2 separate regions of the Macaca mulatta genome follow, and region 1 is linked to region 2. A link is a contact called in public Hi-C data. All regions are on one chromosome and are shown on one strand. The core of a region is the stretch at or near the end of the contact, and the rest is flanking DNA. Distances in the headings are between cores, read along the strand shown.

What was found. A called contact is a pair of places that touch in the nucleus more often than the background predicts.
Region 1: a contact with region 2 is called in a Hi-C map of fetal cortex germinal zone, with 3 times the contacts expected there. The contact joins the promoter of CARMIL3 here to the promoter of DHRS2 in region 2. A contact is called at or near these places in 2 of 14 Hi-C or Micro-C datasets (fetal cortex germinal zone and liver).

The regions. Positions count from the first base shown.
Region 1 is chr7:97,164,075-97,168,201 of T2T-MMU8v2.0, reverse strand. CARMIL3 (capping protein regulator and myosin 1 linker 3) reads right to left here and starts at 2,667. Exons shown (of 40, transcript XR_013396131.1): 1 at 2,081-2,667; 2 at 475-569; 3 at 137-187; 4 at 1-33. DHRS4L1 (dehydrogenase/reductase (SDR family) member 4 like 1) reads right to left here. Exons shown (of 5, transcript NM_001277870.2): 5 at 2,915-3,440. The coding sequence ends at 3,326. All of the region lies in intron 1 of LOC144330191 (a long non-coding RNA gene), which reads left to right.
Region 2 is chr7:96,729,517-96,733,887 of T2T-MMU8v2.0, reverse strand. DHRS2 (dehydrogenase/reductase 2) reads right to left here and starts at 2,794. Exons shown (of 9, transcript XM_077940731.1): 1 at 2,642-2,794.

The sequences.
Region 1 (4,127 bases), core at 1,418-3,917, 430 kb before region 2:
ACGGATCTCCAGGACATTGAAGGAGCTCTCCACCTAGGAGGGATGGAGATGCTCAGCTCCTGGTAAGGACCTGGGTTGCCAGGCTCGGGAGGTAGGGAGAATGCTAGGTGCTCTCCTGCTCCTCAGCCCAACTCACCTTGGCTGGGACTTTCAGGGGGAAGAGGTGGAGGCGCCAGGAGGTCAAGGCCTGCAGAGAGAGGAAAAGAATGTCGGCGGTTCATGGCAGCTTCTGGGCCCTAGTGGCCCTGCCCTCCTTAAGCCCTTCAGCTCTGCTCTTGGATTGTCCCCCCAACCCGATGCCCTACCCTAGACTTTTGGACATCAACACAGTCCAGCCCTGCCTCCTCCCCCCAGGTTTTGTCTCTTCAGTGTCCACCCACTTCTGTCTCCTCTGTCCCCCCAGCTCCCTGCCCTCTCCTGGCCAGCTGCCCTTGCCAGCCACCTCCTGCCTCCCCACATGCCCAGTGCCCTCACCAGCACTCGGTCCTCAAACTTCTTGGGTTTTGTCTCCAACTTCACACGATGTTGTTGGAGCACGGCCCCTTGGCTCAGGCACCTCCGGATACTGTCTGAGGGTGAGTGGGAGCCTGCTCAGAGCTTCCCCTTACCCTGGCCACCTCCACCTCCCAGAGCTCTCCAGATAGAGGCAGGGTCAGGGTCAAATGGGATGAGAGAGAAACAGAGAGACAAGGGAGGACAGGGACAGAGGCCTTTCCTGCTTGGGTGACTTTTCACACTCTTTCTTTTTGGCTTTTCTCTTCCTATTAGAGAAGGAGTAGAATATGGAGAAAACTCTGGCTCCTGATGTCCCTGAGTCAGGGGACGGTTGCTGACTGTCTGTGGGAGGGTGTGTCTTACACTTCTAAGGGTGTGAAGAATTTCCAACCCATGCACTACAACAGCCATTGACACATACACAGTGAGTCAGTGTGTGGGGGTGTGGGGTGTCCCTTTGACTATATTCTAGGTGGTCTGGGTGTGAGTGTCTGCCTTTACTATGAGAGTGTGCATGCCTCCTGGAGATGTCAGGGAGTCTGAGTGTGGCATTGGTGGGGACAGGTAAGTGTGAATGAGTATGCTGTGGAAGGGGCACAGAGCCAGACAGTTCCTCCCTGTGTGTTGGGCAGGGAGAAGAATTAACGTTTAAATGAGACCCATACCATCTGCTGGCAGAACCACCCAGATATAGTGTGTGTGTGTGTGTGTGCGCGCGCGCGCGTGTGCTGGGGTGCCATCTCTGTGAAGATGTGTTTACACACGTCTCACGATTGTGCTGTGTGTGTGTGCAGGTGTGGGAGACCGCCACGGTGCAGCATGCCTCTGAGTATCCATGAGCATCCTGCGCTTTGCGTGGGCTAGCCTGTGCTCCCGTCTCTGGGGGTCAGGGTTGTGGCAGTGCTGGGTGGCCGGGCCTGGGTTTGGGCTAGGTCTGAGAACCATGCAAACGGGAGCAGCCTTGATGTGTGGGTGGTGGGTAGCTAGAAGGAGGCAGGCTGGGACGGGGGCTGTGGGAGGCGAGCCGCAGAGACCCTCCTGCTCTTGGTTTTAGCTCCAATCCAGGGCCTCTTCCCTGACTCTCTTCTTTGCCCCACTGGCCTGGGCGCTGCCCAGCTCCTAAGGGGCTCTTCAGGGCCAGTTCCGGGGCGGGGCCGGGAGGAGGGAGGGTGTTAAGCCACGCAGCGGTCAGGACCAGGGGCAGCTCCCATTGCCGGGAGGGGCGGGCTTGGCCCCGCCCGGCGGGGAAGCGGGGACTCTCCGGAGGGGAGACCGGACGCTTCGCCGAAGGTGGGCCAGGAACGCCGAGAGTCAGCCCCAGAGAGCGCCAGGGAACTGCACCTGTCACCGAAGGGCGGGACGGGCGGCTCCGGGACAGGAAGGTCCCGACCGGGTGAGGCGAAGCAGGCAGCGGAGGTGCTCCGGGGACAGCGATGCCCGGACTGGGATGCAGGGGCTGCCTTGGAGCCGGGATGCATGGGGTGAGGGGTGTGAGACACCGGGCTGGGGTGCACCGCGGGGAGGAACGCGCTGGGTCTGGGATGCTCCCGGACGGGGCGTCCCGGAGACCGAGGCAGCCTCGTACCTTGCAACTCGCGGGTGAGCTCCACGCTGGGCTTGGCCATGGCGGCCGCTGTTGCTGAGGCTGCTGCAGAGGAGCCGCCGCCACCGCTGGGGAGCCGCAGCACATGCTAGACCCGGCTTCGGCAGGGCCCAGGCGCTGAGCGCTGCAGCAGCGGCCGAGCCCGCTCGGGTCAGGGGCGGCTGCTTGAGCGCTCCTCCCCCGGCCACGGAGCGCCGGCTCCCCCGCCCCGCCCGGAGAGCTGCCCGACTGAGCATGCGCGACGCGCGGCCGAGCAGCGTGAGACCCCCCGCGCGCGCTCACGCGGACCCCTCTCGCCGGCTCCCGCGTGAGCGGGCCGGTGTGCGTCGCCAGGTGTCCGGGCCTTCGGGGTAGGGGGCAGCGTCCCCGCTTTCCGTCTACTATTCCTCGGGCCAGTGGGCAGAACCCATTTCTTTTGTTTGTGGGCCTGGGCAGCTTGCAGGGCGTTTCTCTATTCCCCACCGGCTCAGGACCTGTTCAGCTTGTCCTTGCTGACTCGGGAGGGAACTCGGGACCTAGGGCCATGCCAGAAGGGGACCTGGCCAGATCTGGGAGGCAAGGGGCGGGGAGATGTTAGAGAGTTCATCCTTCCCCACCCTCGCCCGGCTCGCCCTGCCTCGGGGATCCCCGTGGTGTCCTGGGAGTTCCCGTGCCACCTTCCTTCCAGTTGGCAGCTCTGCAGACACCTCCACCCCTGCACATCACGCTCAGGTCCTGGAGACAGGGAGGAGGGCTGGGGGATCCAGAGATCCAGCCTGGCCAGACTTCTGCTCTCTGCTCAGCTAAGCACCCCACACTGAGAAATGAACACGTGGATTCGATTCAAAGCCCTGCAATCATCTGCATTTTATTTGCACCTCATTTGCAAGTTGTTAATTTGCAACTCTGCTCCTTCCACTCCAGCTTCCTTCTCTCCCATCTCCCCTCAAATTCCCCAGTGGCCCGGGCAAAAAATATCTGTTGGTCTTTGCCAAGGTAGACTCAGCCTTGTCAGCAGACCTGTCCTGTGTTCTCAGGGGAGGCCTTTACCCAAGGCCACAACAACAGCAGGAATCCTGAGTAAGACACCACCTTGACTGCAGGGAAGGCTGCATCTTTTCACAGGGCAGAACTGATTTTATGAGGTGAACAGTAAGGTGAGGAGAGGTGGGAAAGGCCAGTGGATGAATGGAGGAACAGCACCAGGAGCTAGAGCCCAACACTGCCCCATGGGCTGTTTCCAGGTCCTCAGAGGCGGGACGGGGTTCCTCCACCCACCACCACTGTCTCCCCAGTGATGTAGGTGGCATATTCAAAGCACAGGAAAGACAAGATGCCAGCATAATCCTCTGACTCGCCTAACCTGGGGAATAGGGGAAGCAAGAAAGGGAGTAAAAATCAAACAGGTCTGCCTCCCTCACTCGGCCCACAGGGAATGAAATTTGCTTAATCAAGAATTATCAGATGACTTTTCAGGATCAGTGTACAAGCTTTCCGCCTATCAAATAGTGTTACCATGAGGATATGCTGTTATAATTTAGTATGAGCATACTGTACTCTGCAAAAACCATTACCCATAATATTCAAATACTGTAGAAACACACTGTTTTTTAGAGAGCTCAGGACACCAAAATCCAAAGTTATACAGATAAAATAGTAAGCAATTATTTCATACTTCAGAAAAAAAAATGGTTTCACATGTGCACACACTAAAGTATCAGGGAATCTGTGTGACAGTAAATGGTGTGTTTAAAATGATTCCATTTGTACAGGTTCAACTTACAGACAACTTTTTCAGGAATCTATACTTGTCCCTTAAAGTTAGGTTCATTTGGTGAGAATGTGCTAATTCTTATTTTATCAGTGACTGCATAGTTAGGAGACACTTTAATTTGCCTGCCATAGAATGCTCTAGAGGTGGGCAAAGTGAGTAACTCAAACATACAAGGGCTGAATTAATGGTTCTCCATTCTAGCTGTACCTTGCAATCATTTGAGAGGCTTAAACAAACAAACAAAACAAAACAAAAAAACAAAACAAAACAAAAAAA
Region 2 (4,371 bases), core at 1,545-4,044:
CAGGAAGGTGAAGAGAGGCAGGCTCTGGCAGCTCTGGGCCAAGGGGCCGACAGATGTGAAATTTCAGGAGGCTCTGGTATGGGATGACTCTGCCTACAGACCCTCATCAGTTCCAGACCTGCTCTGGCCACTCCATCACCAAAGGACTCCTGGTTACTAAGCAACCCCTGCCTTACCTGCTGCATCTCCCCTTGTTCCTTAGCAACCCTTGCATAACTCAGTTCCCTCGAGTTAGGGGTCTGTATCTATAAATTATAAGTGAATGGGTGCTGCTCAGGAATTGTGAAGAAATTTTCTATTAAATATCAGTCTGTACTCAGTATCAAAATGCAGGCGACCAAATGCTCTGCTTTGGGAAGGAAGCTTTGGTTTCCGATTTATGTCTCTTCTGATATTGTATTTCCAAAAACAATCTTTGCAGGTCCTAGACCTCCCCGCTCTTTCCTCCCAACTGCTTCCACTCTGCCTGCTGTTGCTCTCGCTTTCTCTTTCACACGCCCTCTCTCCTTCCTGCAAGGTCATATTTACAGCCTTGCATTTCGTGGAGACAATAGGTTTCAGCTCCTGATTGGTCTACCTTTCTAAACAGGACACCAGATTCTGAACATCGTTATGCCCCCCTGGGGAACTCCTCTCCCTCTGCTGCGAGCATAGATTAACCCCCTTTTGAGGTTGAGGGGAATCCAGTCTCCTTGACTGCGAGGACAGGAGGAAAAAGAGGACTCGCCTTTTGTCGGGACAGGACGCCCCCTGCTGGAAGGCTAGAGTAACAGCACCTCTGAGAAATGTTCCTGTCTCAGCAAGTCTGGCTGTCCCTTTTCTGGCTTCTAACCGTTCTCACCAAGCCCTGCTTGTCTGAACTTGCCTCAATGTGGTTTGCAGGAAAGCTGACCTATTGTAAGGAAAGGCAACTCTGTCTGGCCTGTTGCAGGTAAACAATCTGCAGAAATGAAGTCAGGCCTCCTCTGTCTCCCCTGCTTCCCCTTCCCAGGTAAAGCCCCTCTTTTGGCTGGGAGGATGGGAAGAGTGAGCAGCTTCCAAGGCCTCTGGTTCACCCTTCCCCACTCACTCATGCTTTCCCCAAAACAGTCAGCTGGGTCAGCTGGAGCAGAATTGACCACAGGTCCTGGGAGCTTACAATGGTCCCTGAGCTTGGCACTGCCCACTCTGATACCCCTTTCCATGCTGATCAATTCAGATGCCCAAATTGGGGGTAGGGAAGCTGAATGGACACACCCTTAACCCAGTCCCATCTTGGAGGTGAATGGTCTTCAGCACTGGTCCAAAGAGAGAAGAGAAGGGAAACGGAAAGGGGTGGCGGGTGGGTGGAGGAAGAAAACAAAGATTAGAGGAGAAAGAATGAGAAACATGGAAGAGTTAGAAACATTGAAAATCAGAAAAGAAAGAATAATGTAAACAGGAAATAAAATTCTAAGCTCCCCAACGAACTGAAAGCACTCCTCCACTTGGCAAAGGGCATTCCAAAGTCAACCTTAAAAACCAGTGCAGGCCATGATGGGAATGTGGGATTGGACATGCCTCATTATACCCTCCTCCCTTTTGAGTTCAGGCATGACTGACCAGCATTACATTAAAATGGAGATCTTATGGCTCAAAAAACAGACTTTGTAGCAATAAGATATGAAATTCTAACCTGACTCTAGTATAGCATCACATGACAGATAGCAGGTCCTGAAAAAAACTGAAGTATTTTACACCAAAATGCATTTCTTTGACATTTTTTGAAATGGCCTTGCAAAGCTGTCTTTCGTGAGGAAAATTTACATCCTATAGAAAATCCCCTTCCCTTTCCAGGTCTTTTCCTGATCCAAGAGAGATTTAACTAAGAGTCTGGCACCTTTTAGGGTCTGATAAAATATATTTACAATCTATTATCTATCAGGCCTACTACCTGGAGGCTTCATCTACATAACAAGAACCTTGGCTTCCACAACTCCCCTTATCTTAACTGCAAACATTTCTTTCTATTGACCTCAACTCTTTGGGCAGAGCTTAACCCTTTCAACCAGTTGCCAATCAGAAAATCTTTAAATCCACCTATGACCTGGAAGCCCCCACTCCAAGATGTCCTGCCTTTCTGGGCCTAAACAATGTAACCCTTACATGTATTGACTTGTGTCTCTGCCTGTAGCTTCTGTTCTCCTAAGATGTATAAAATCAAGCTGTAACCCAACCACCTTGGGCATATATTCTCAGGACCTCCTGGACCTGTGTCATGGGTCATGGTCCTCACATTTGGCTCAGAATAAATCTCTTCAAATATTTTACAGTTTGACTCTTTTTCATCAGCACTAAGGAGATATCAGCAGAAGCTCTGTGATCTTGGGCAAGTCTGTTCCCCTCTTGCTCCATCCATATCACAGTAAAATAAGGGGTTGACTTGGGTGGTCCAAAGGACTCTGATAGCCCCAAGAGGTTTGTAACGATAATCAAAGAAGAAATACACTGAGCTGCAGACATAGAGCCAGGAAGAAAGAAGCATCAACATAAAAAGTAAATAGGAGTGATGATGTGCGGTTCCAGTCATTATAGACCCAACACAAGGCAGTGAGGCACACTAGCCCCAACCAGAGCCATATCATGCCTGCCCTGGGCAGTGGTGATGCTGGCCCAGGCTTACCTTGCTGTACACCTGTCTGTCAGCAGTGCAGGTCGGCAGCCCTTCTGTCAGCCAGTCTGCAACTGAGTGTGAGGATGTGAGTAAGCAGCAGGCTGGATTTCAGGCACTGCAGATTCTATCTGAACAACTCAAAGATTCCTGGAATTTATAGCCCCAGAATTCAGAAAGGGGGGAGGAGGGTTTCTGAAAAGGCCCCACCCATGCCTTGGGAGGAAACCTAGGGGAAGTGCAGGACTCCTTGTCTGAGTAATATTCTGCAGAATGCTGCACATACCACTTAACAAGCATAACCAGCAAAAGAGTACAGCTGCTTGCCGCTTGTGGAAAGAAGTCAAAATAATAGTAGTTATGATAAGAGGGAGCAAGATGTCTTTATTATCCATGTTAGCAGGGGAAGAGTAGAAAGCAATTCCATTCTTCAATTTGTGAAGGGAACATAGGAGTTTTCAAAGAAAGGGTTTGGAATGCAAAATATGACTAATTACATAGTATTAATAATATAATAATATAATAATTATCAAATTATTTAAATCATTATAACTAGGCTCAAACACATCTTTAGTAATAAAAATAGGAACCATTACAATCAACACATTTTTGCCAATAAGAAATAAGTTTATTTATTCCTGTAGCATAAAAATCCATCCTTCAGGATTCAGTGAACTCTTGGAAAGCACTTTCTGCATCCTGCTTGTTGTGGAAGTGTTTTCCCTGCAAAAAGTTGTCGAGATACTTGAAGAAGTAGTAGTCAGTTGGTGAGATGTCTGGCGAATATGACAGATGAGGCAAAATTTCAAAGCCCAATTCATTCAACTTTTGAAATGTTGGTTGTGCAATGAGTGGTTGGACCTTGTCGTGGAGAACTGGGCCTTTTCTGTTGACCGATGCCTGCTGCAGGTGTTGCAGTTTTCAGTGCATCTCATCAATTTGCTGAGCGGTCTTCTTACAAGTAATGGCTTTGCCAGGATTCAGAAAGCTGTAGTGGATCAAACCAGCAGCAGACAACCAAACAGTGACCATGACCTTTTTTTGGAGCAAGATTGGCTTTAGGAAGTGCTTTGGAGTTTCTTCTCAGTCCAATCACTGAGCTAGTCATTGCTGGTTGACGTATAAAATTCACTTTTCATTGCACATCACGATTCAACTGGAAAGTAGTTCATTGTTATTGCATAGAATAAGAGGAAGATGACACTTTAAAACAATAATTTTTTGACTTTCAGTCAGCTCATGAGGCACCCATTTATTGAGCTTTTTCACCTTTCCAATTTGCTTCAAATGCTGAATGTAGAATGGTCAGCAACTTCTAGTGTAGTTGTAAGAGGATCAGCTTCAATAACTGCTCTCAATTTGTCATCAACTTCCAATGACCGGCCACTACACTCCTCATCTTCAAGGCTCTCATCTCCTTTGCAAAACTTCTTGAACCACCACTACACTGTATATTTGTTAGCAGTTCCTGGGCCAAATGTGTTGTTTATAATGATGTGAGTTGTTTCCACTGCTTTACAACCCATTTTGAACTCAAGAAAATAGCTCAAATTTGCTTTTTGTCTAACATCATTTCCATAGTCTAAGTATAAAATAAATAGCAAGTAACAAGTTATTAGCAAAAAAAATGCAAAGCAATAAATGCACATTAAAATGATGTATAGCATAAGCATATTTATTTAAGAACGTATTCCAATATCAAACGGCAAATTTCAACAACGCAAAAACCACAATTATGTTTG